2 separate regions of the Sus scrofa genome follow, and region 2 is linked to region 1. A link is a contact called in public Hi-C data. All regions are on one chromosome and are shown on one strand. The core of a region is the stretch at or near the end of the contact, and the rest is flanking DNA. Distances in the headings are between cores, read along the strand shown.

Region 1 (4,943 bases), core at 2,283-4,782:
GAAAATAAACTAGAGAGATAGCAGAGTGTAAATATGAAGTGCCCTTTAGGCTAATCAAATAGGGTGCACTCCATCCACAAAGCTCTGGGAAGTCTATGTAGAATTCCTCAAATTAGAGCTTTCTGCAGATATGTGCCCAGGAGTGGGCTTGTAGGATCATATGGTAACTCTATTTTTTTTCTTCTTCTTCTTTTTAGGGCCGCATCTGTGGCTTATGGAAGTTTCCAGGCTATGGGTCGAAACGGAGCTGTAGCTGCCAGCCTATGCTACAGCCACAGCCACAGCAATTCAGGATCCAAGCTGTGTCTGCGACCTATACCACAGCTCATGGCAACACCAGATCCTTAACCCACTGATGGAAGCCAGGGATAGAACCTGCAACCTCATGGTTCCTGGTCGGATTCATTTCCGCTGAGCCACGATGGGAACTTCTATTTTTCATTTGTTTAAGGAATCCCTATACTGTTCTCCACGGTGGCTGCACCAATTTACCATTCCAAGCCTCTTGCCTAGCTTCGGGTGGTTCCTTGGCTTATCTTTAAGGCACATCACCCTGACCTCTGCCTTCTTCACATGGTTTTCTCCCTGAGTGCGTGTCTGTTATGCTCTTTCTAGAACACCAGGCATACTGGATCAGATCTCACCCAGTGACCTCATTTTAACTTGCTTATCTTGTAAAGAGCCTATCTCCAAATAAGGCGACATTCTGAGGTACTGGAAGAAGCGGAGATGTCAACACACGAATATTTGGAGGATACACTTCATTGCATAAGGTATCATTTTTAAAATTATACATTCATTATCAAAACTTTAAAAGTAGACATTCTCAAAGGGAATTGATTTATTTCTAAAAGATTTGGCACCATGTTGGTTTGTAAAGATCCAGAAAGTAACACTATTGACATAAAAGACCTGGAAGCAGAAGAATAGTCCACAATGACAAATGCCTTTTCAGACTAAGTTCAAAAGAGTTCTTTCCTAATTTGTAGGACTTTGCAGGGAGGCTGGAGTAGAGAAAGGTGCTATGAGACAAGACCTTAGACACTGGCATTATATAAACTTTCCACCTATTGAGTCTTCTCTGCACACCTACCATTCATCCTCCTAGCAGCTCTCTGAGATGGATCTTATTATCCTCACTTACAAATAAAGATGCTAAGCACCGCTTCCAGGCTATCTGAATGACTCTAGGTTGCCTTTGGTAAGCAGTTGGGCTGACATTTGAATCCAGTCATCTCTGACCACAGATTATCACATATACCATCCAAAATAATTCTGCGAGTGCTGGTCGAAGACCAAGTGTTCACCTTTGAAATGGGTCCAAAAGATGCTGGCCAGTGCACTGTCCAAAGAAGCAACAATCCTCTTCGGGGAGAACTGTGAAAACCCTACAGTGCCTGATATGTTTGCTACCAAACAGCAGGTGCTCAACAGACAAAACCTTTGTGAGGTCACTGCAGAGCTGTAATTCCTCCGATACCAGATTCATTTCTTACCGTAAGAAAGTAGCATTGTCTCCAATTGATAGGGAGGTTCAAGTGCAGGTTCCGTAAATATCCTCCTCTTGAACTTCTCCATACTCAACTCTGCCTGCTACAAATGCCCACTGGTCCATCAAAGAGTACTTTCCCATGAAGATGCAGCTACAGAACTTCAGCGATACTGTTTTGCATTCCAGCCTCCACAAATTCTCTTCCACTGTGTCATTCAGTTTGTTGGGAAACTGCTTTCATTTGAAGGTCTCCATTGAGACAACAGACAGCCGCCCATAGATGCTAAGAGGAGAGTGGACTCTGCCCTTAAAAGCACTGATTTTCATGACCTCCATGGGTGGATAAATCATTTTGTTGGTCTTCCCAGAAGTTCTGGATTTTAGGTAAAGCCAAAATTTTACAGCTTAATAGAAGCATTTGTTACCCTGGCAAGATATACAGACCTAACTTAAAAGGGCAACTGCAATAAAATGCTGAGGACCAAGACAGCCTAGGTTGTTTCCCCCAGATTCCCATCAGTTACAAACACCAGGAACAAGTGGAATTATTTCATCTTTCCTGAGGGCTCTGTGATCAGAGGTTTAGAAACTCAGCCCTGAATCTAGAGGGGAGAAAGTTTCTACAGTGCAGGGAGATCTGAATCAGACTTGGAATTACAGAGCCCAGGGCTGAGGCCAAACATTCCCCAAGATTTGTAACATTTCCCCTTCCTCTGCCTTTAGATGTTATTGCTTTAATCCTTTTTTTACATCAACTCTGAATCTGTCGAGAATTCCCTTATTTTATTCCCAATGATAACTGAAACTCGTTATTCTGAAAATTTTTGAAATTGACTCTTTTGATTTTTCTTAAAGAAATAGAAAATGCATCAATCCCCTCTGCCCCTCCCACACATCCTCATCTTTTTGGAAGATGTTACAGTGTCCTAGAGGGTTGTGGAAGGGATTGAGAGGTCAATGAAGCCCCAGCTTTGCAGAGACACCTGTCAAGCTGGGCTCAGCGGCTGCCGCAGAGATGTGCCCTCTGTAACCCCAGGGGACACGGTACCCACACGGTGTGAGACTCCACTGATCTGAAGCTGGAAAGAGCGAGGGGTTTTGAGGTTCTAAGATGACACAGATGTCAGGGTAGAACTTTCAAACAAGCTAAGCCCCAATTCACCCTGAGCGACTTTGCCTGAGAGCCCAGCCCAGGAAACTGGGCAGACTGAAAACATGGAGAGCAGTCAGGCCGATGAAAAATGATCCTCGAGATCAAATTAATGCTTTAAACACGACCTGAAGTGCGCCACGCTAATTTGGATCGGGCCAGGGACATGGCGATGGGCTGAGGTTCTCCTGTGCAGTACCCAGACTTTGAGATTTCGATATGACCAGCACCGTCTAGGAGGGAAGGGAACGGACTAAAAGCCAAATCTTTGGTTGCTTGCTCCGAGGTGGAGACAGCCCAGAGGGGGGTTACACAAGGTAGGATCGAGTCCAAGCGGGCCCCCAGCAAGGCGAGGCGCGCGCCGGAAGGAATCTAAGTAAGAGTTTAATTAACTCTCCCCGCCCCCGCCCAAGTCAAAGGAAAAGAAACCCAAAGAGGCAACCCCCAAATCGTTTGATCAGAGGAAATTGGGTTTGTCTTTTCCCCCCCTTTCACCCTTCCTGTCTTTCCATCCATCAGAATGGTTTGTTTAAAAAAAAAAAAAAAAAGAAGAAGCCTTTAAAAGGGGGGGGGCGGGGCAGAGGAGACGACCCAACAGCACTTGAGAATCTGGGTTGTGCCCTTGCGAACTTCGTGCAACAGATCCCTGGCGCCCAGCTCAGCCCTCCCGCTGCGCCAAGCAAGTCCTGCACGCCCGGCCTCCCCGCGCCCTCTGCAGCAGGAGCCGGGAGCAGATCTTGCCTCTCGTGGCCGAGCAGGGGGCGCGTGGGCGCGCGAGCGTCCCGGATCCCGCGGCGGCATCCGCGCTCCGCGTTTTCGCTCGCGCCGGGCCCGCGGCCGAGGACGGGGTGCGCGGTGGCGCGGCGCGGGCTGGGCTGCGGGGCGCACTCTGCCTGCAACCCAGCGAGCGCCGCCTCCCGCGGCCGCCGCGCCCGACAGCGCGCCCCGGAGCGTGCCCGCCTCGCGCTGCCTGCACTGACCTCCGCGGGGGCGCCGCGGCCGCCCCAGCCACGTCCCGGGCTCCGGATGGTTCGCGTCCTGCCCACCCTCGCCCGCCCCTGACTCCGTGGACCGCAGCTCCGCAGACCCGCCGCGGCGCCGACGACCGTCTAGCCGAGTCCGGCTCCCTCGCCCGGGTGAGTGGGCTCCGCAGAAGGGCTACGGGTGCGGCGGTGGGGGGCGAGCGCGCAGGGGAAGGGCCGGGCAAGGTCCGCGTCATTGCGGGGGGTCATTGGCACCCAGGCTGGGTTGGTGTCGCAGAAAATGGGGGAGATGGGTATAATTGGTTTGTTGGGTTGTGTAGACAGCGAAAGCAGATACTGGGGCTGCAGTACCAAGAGGGCTTCGGATAGGCTGCACGCACGGCTCCGGTTTGCTGCATCACAACCAACTCTTGATTCTCTCCTGCGGGGAAACCCGCTCAGTGGCCCCAGAGTTAGGGCTCTGCGGGACGCAACGAGGCCAGGAAGGTTGGCCTGTGTCCGCCGCTTAGGATCGCCTGTCACCTACTGGCGTCCGCGGGGAGGGTGCGGATTCTCTCCTAAGGCTCTGGGGGAAAGGACCGATTGCTTTTTGGCTGGGGTGCACCAGCTCCCCGCTCCCCTCCCGCCCCAGCAGTGGTGTTTTCTGAATGTAACACGGATATGGGAAAGAATGGGAGCGTCTTCTTCCCTTTAGGGAGAAAAAGTTGAAGAAATCAGGCATGTTAATAATTAGCAGGACCGGGACTCAGGATGCAGCAGAAAGCTGTTAAATTTACATTGCCCTCTAAGAAAAACAAACGGCATCGCCGGCGACTATTGGCAGTGCGGTGTTATTCTGGGGACTTTGGGAAAATTGTCCACAGATTGTCTTGGGGAGGCTGAAGAAGGAGGTGGGGGTGGGGGAAGGATGGCTGGCTCCGCAGAGTTCCAGCTTGCCTAAGGAGGACTCAGAATCACAAGCCAAACACGTTTGGTTGCTGATTTTGAAGAGTATGGGAAGCAGCTGTTGTGGCCCTGAGCAAGGTGAGGAAGCCAGCACGGGAACTGCCTAAAGGAGAAGAGCCTGTGAGGCTCCTGCCTCTCCGGAGGAGTTCAGATGCATCTGTGCTATAAAAAGCGTGGGTATATATGTGGCTTTTCCTATGGCTTTTATGAAGGACAGGGTGTAGGTAATGAAATTCTGTGTGTGCCTGCGGTACAGTTTTGCCGACCTCCCAATTTGAATCAGTACTTCGGAAGGCAGTGTCTGCAGCCGACGTTACATAATTGATGTGGTTCCCCATCAGATATATTTTTTAATATGCTTCTGGAGTAAAAG
Region 2 (5,021 bases), core at 146-2,645, 620 kb before region 1:
TACTGAAGTTATTTTCCCAAGGCCAGGTCAGCTCTAACTGACTTTTGATTAGAATACATAGGAAAACCATCAAACATGGCCATGACAACTCATTCTAGAATGAGTATTGGGAGAGGGGTAGGAATGGCTAAGCCGAACTGTGAGACACAAAAGGGATTACACCTAACCTCAGGATGTGAAGAAATACCCTTTACGGTGGTGCATTACTTAATCATATTGTAGGCTAAGCTATTTGTGAAGGGTTGCTAATTGAGAAGATTAACTTCATTTCCATCTTAGAATGACAGGCGTTCCTGAGCCTGGTGATATAGGTATACAATTTTCTAAGGTTGTTCCTTTTGTGTATGTGTGCAGTGGAGTGACTTAAAGAGAAAGTAGAATGAAGAAGCTTACCATTTCTATTGCATAAATCTCTGCTTGGAATGGTAATATTTAAACACGTAAAAACTCTTAAGAGTATATTGAGATACGTTATCCTCTTGAAGACTCTGTTGCTTGTTTATAAAAGCAATATTAAGCAACCCATGGCTTGGTTATGAGCATTGGATAAGAGGATATGTGTAAAGAATATTTTATTATCTATATAGGAATAAATAAATATTAATTCCTTTTTTATTCTCCACCCTGGGACCTACCTGAACAACCATCCTTTTCTGTAGCCCATCCAGGATGAAACAAGCAAAAATAATAATAGTAATAATAATCCACATTAAGCCACTGAATAGGAGAACTAAATGCTTACTCTACCTTTACTCAAATATATGATGAAGGTTGGAGTCAGGTAAAATAATGGCAACATATGTACTTAGCAGATGGTTAGTTTTCAATTTAGTTTCCTATCTACTCTACTCCAATTACTTTATATGCTCCAGGGTGGCACAATAGGGACACAGTGCTACTAATAAGTCAAGCTTTGGACTGAAAATAAACAGTTCTGCCTCTTTCATCCTATTTCTTTTCAATATTATTGAGCTAATTAGTTTAGAGCCCCAACATGTAGAGCGAATTCCTAAAAATAGATAATTTTATTAAGAGCCTTGGGGAAATACTCTACTGTAATTTGCTTTCCAGATAAATTTTTTATGTAGGTATACAAGAACTATTGCTCAATTATAATAAAATCCCTGTGGAATTACCTGCTCTATGATAATCAGTGTGAGCTCATTCTGGCACACATGTTTTTACAATGAACACCACAGTGCTGTGGTGAAGGGTCAGACAAAGCAGAGAAACAGATGATGTAGGTAACCAGGAAGCCAAAACTGAAGAGCAGAGAAGCTAAAGACTTCAATAGGTTTCAACTGAGAAAAAGGAGGGAGGCTGAGGTTTTGTGCAATGAGACTTCTTCATACTTTAATGATCACTTCCTGAAAATGTTGCAATACCATTTCAGTCTCCAAAGGAGTAAAGTCCTACTCTGGGTAAGGAAGGAGTAAATGGAAATTGCAGAAAGATCATTTTCTTCCTGGAACAATATAAAAAATTTGGCTGCCTTTTCTGGCAGAGAAATGTTGAATTATATTTCTCTTTTTTGTATAATATATTGCCTTTCTATGAGATAAGCCTTTAGGGAAAAGGGCCAACATCCTTTCCCACCCTTACAAGCTGTCAGATTATTTTATTTGTTTTGCAAATTTGAATTTGCTAGAAGTTATCTGTTGAGATGGGCCAAGTAGAAGAAATTCAAGTGGTGTACCACGCACAATCTCAATCAACTCACCATAACTGCAACTTCTCATGGACTCTAGACGACCATTTTCCAAATCCTTCATTAATGGTCAAAACAACTTAATGCTATTTAGTTTAATTTTATCTGATAAACAAGGTCAGATCTGGACAGCACCTTAAAGAGAGTTCCTCAAGAAAAAAAAAATTAACCCAGAAAATAATAATATTAAAAATGTTTCATCTTTCCCAGTCAAGTTGAACCCCTGGGGAGGATATTTGATGAATGAAAGGAAACTGGATCCTGGTTCATTTTTAAGAAACTCCATGTCTCTGAGCTCTTTCTGCCAGTTTTTCTGCAGAATCATCTGAAACCTATTCCAAGGGGCTCCCCATATTCAAACATCAGAAAATTTCATATTCTTTACACTATTAGTCCATTGCTGTTGTATAAATGATCTATTGCCTTTTTTTTGTCTATAGTACTTGCCTCTAAGTTTTATACTAAAATGCTCCCCAGAAACTCTTCGTACACAGTGGACAGTCTCTGAGTTATTCTGTCCGTAATGGTGTAAAGTAGATCAACAAGTTACTTCTTTATTAAAACTAATTGTTAATAATAACTGCATTAATTGAAGACGTTATAATAGAGAAGAACAAATCTGGCTCCAAGTAAGATCTGTTCCTTAACACTTTAACCTTTGTGCTCTGTTGCCTATTCTGGCTCTAGACCTTATATCTGGGATTAACCTTTGTGCTCTGTTGCCTATTCTGGCTCTAGACCTTATATCTGGGATCTAATACAAGGCACAGATGAACCTAATTCAAGGCACAGAAAAGAAAATCATGGACTTGCCGAATAGATTTGTGGTTGCCAAGGGGGAGAGGGAGGGAGCAGGGTGGCTGGGGAGCTTGGGGTTAATAGATGCAAACTATTGCCTTTGGAATGGATTAGCAATGAGATCCTGCTGCGTAGCACTGGGAACTATGTGTAGTCACTTATGATGGAGCATGATAATGTATAAAAATAGAATGTGTACATGTATGTGTAACTGGGTCACTATGCTATACAGTAGAAAAAAATTGTATTGGGGAAATAACTATTAAAAAAATAAAAACACACACAAAAAGAAAGATTAAAAGATAGTATTATGGAAGTTCAGGAGAGAGAGACATTAAAATGATTTAAGAAAGGCTTCTGAGATATATAGTTTATGAACAGAACCTTGAAAAACAGTGAAGATTTTGTGTGGTGAGAAGGGCTGTAATAAGACTCTGGAAATGGGCTCCTAGTTTCAAATTCTCACTCTGTCTGGTGAATTTAACCAATGCCATGGGTGAAGTTACTTAACCACCCTGTGCGAAACGGCAGTGGTAGTAGGTTCTGTTCTGTAGAGTAGTTGTGAAGATAACTCCGGTTATTGTATGGATTTTCCTGATAAAGGCACAACACCAGGTTCACTTTTAGTGACCTGCGATCTAGGCTACACTGCTTAGCAGACACTTCTTAGTGAAAGAGAATATGGGAATTAGAGAGCATCATTCACAGCACATGGAGAAAGAACTGCATATCAGATCATGTTCAGTTTGAATGTATGGCCCTAGACTCTGCCAAGAACTTCAGCCACCTGCTAAGGGGCTCCCTCTCTGCACTCTGGGACCAATCGATCTGATCCTTAGCAGTATTTCTACCACCTGGTGGAAGTCACCATGACATCTGCAGAGGGAGTAGCTCAAGACATCTCATGTGGCAATCGGCATACTGGCTGAGAGTATAAAACCCTGGTGGAGAGGGTGACAAGCACTGAGGGTCTAGATTCTTAGATTTAGAAACCTGTGCTGCTCTTGCAAAAATCTCTCCCATAAATATAACTTCCCTTTGTGTCCTCAGGAAATATTTTACGCCAGATGTGATGGATTTATGGTGAAGACTACCTCGTTTGAGATTCCAGGAAGCAATTGTGCAGAGCCCAATGCTTTCTTACTTTTTCAAGGACCTCCTGTATAGCACAGGGTAATCTACTCTATACAGTGTAAGAACCTATATGGGAAATGAATCTGAAAAGAAACGGATATATGTATATGTATATGTAAAACGGATTTACTTTGCTCTACACCTGAAAACTAACATATCTTTCTAAGTTAATCATACTCAAATAAAATTTATGAAAGAAAAATTTCAAGGAACTGCAATTGAAGTGGCTTGAGATACCTGACACCTAGAAGATCATGCCTCATTATCCTCATTGAGAGTAGTATTGAATTTCTTCTGACCTGATGTCTTTCTATCCTGAAATCTCTGCCCCAATTTGGTCTTTCATATCAAGCACAAAGACTTAGGTACATTTTGTCTGGTTCAGCAACCTCTTGAGGAAAGTGGCGGAGCTACAGAAAAGATAAGCGAATGTTCCTTACAATTAATAGCACTGCAGTATGTCTATTTGTGCAGCTCCATCCCTGAGCAGCAATATAAGAAATTATTGGCTCCAAATAATGGGCATGTTTCTGTTGCTTTCCTTTCGTTGTCACTTATAGATTTAACTCTCTGGGAAATTAGAACTTGCTCACAGTGCAATCATTTCGGTCAAAATGAAAATGAAACATTTTAAAAGCGAAGTTCGCTTGAGTTCAGTGTACCCTCTGAGATTAAAGAAAAGTATGTATTAAAACCGATATCAATGTTGTAATTATAAAGGATATCATTTAACTTGTAAAAAAAAAGCCGTGTTCATTTTAAAATTCATTACTCTCAAATAAATTCCTCTCAGTAAAATGTATGATTTATTTATTTATATATCAAATTTTCAAAGAAGGAAGACAAGTAGCTTATATTATTAAAGGTGGCTGATTTTGTTTCTTGCCACTGGAGAGAGAAAAATCCTTTGATTACTAAAACTGCTTTACTTTGAAGTGAACGATAGAGGGCACTCATGTATTTCATATATAATTGTGCATAACTTTTTTTCATCTGTTAAAATTGACTAAACAATCCTTAATGCATTTTAAAAAGGATTGCAAATGTAAAAATAATATATAACATTGAATACACACATACCATTTTTTATAAATAAAAGCAATCAGGAGAACACTTCTTGGAAAATTACTATGCACATCACTTTAAAGGGATTTGCCAACCAAATTCAAATAAGAACAAATACAAAACTCCTTTTCTACTGAGTTTGATTTTAATTCAATCTGAAATAAGCCAGCATTTAAAAATGATGCTGTTTAAAAAGAATGAGAAAGACGTCTTTCAACCTAAAATGTGGCAGATGCCAGATTTTGACTGAAAAGATGTCTTCCGACTGATAACATGGAATCAAAATTGCCAAAATTTATAACTGAAGACAATGGGA

The links. A called contact is a pair of places that touch in the nucleus more often than the background predicts.
Region 2: a contact with region 1 is called in a Hi-C map of adipose tissue, with 3 times the contacts expected there. The contact joins the enhancer-like site here to the promoter of PRICKLE1 in region 1. A contact is called at or near these places in 17 of 47 Hi-C or Micro-C datasets (adipose tissue, alveolar macrophages, embryonic fibroblasts and 10 more) and 1 of 2 datasets of contacts at active chromatin or transcription factors (skeletal muscle).

What each region holds. Positions count from the first base shown.
Region 1 is chr5:73,825,118-73,830,060 of Sscrofa11.1, reverse strand. It overlaps PRICKLE1 (prickle-like protein 1), which reads left to right and starts at 3,532. Exons shown (of 8, transcript XM_021092560.1): 1 at 3,532-3,778.
Region 2 is chr5:74,445,130-74,450,150 of Sscrofa11.1, reverse strand. No RefSeq gene overlaps it. Among named protein-coding and RNA genes, the nearest start is that of ADAMTS20, 230 kb to the left of the region's middle. Within about 2 kb of position 1,395, at least 4 of the 83 cell types and tissues checked have an H3K27ac peak or open chromatin away from gene starts, as enhancers often do. A contact at or near this core is called in adipose tissue, where this site is marked.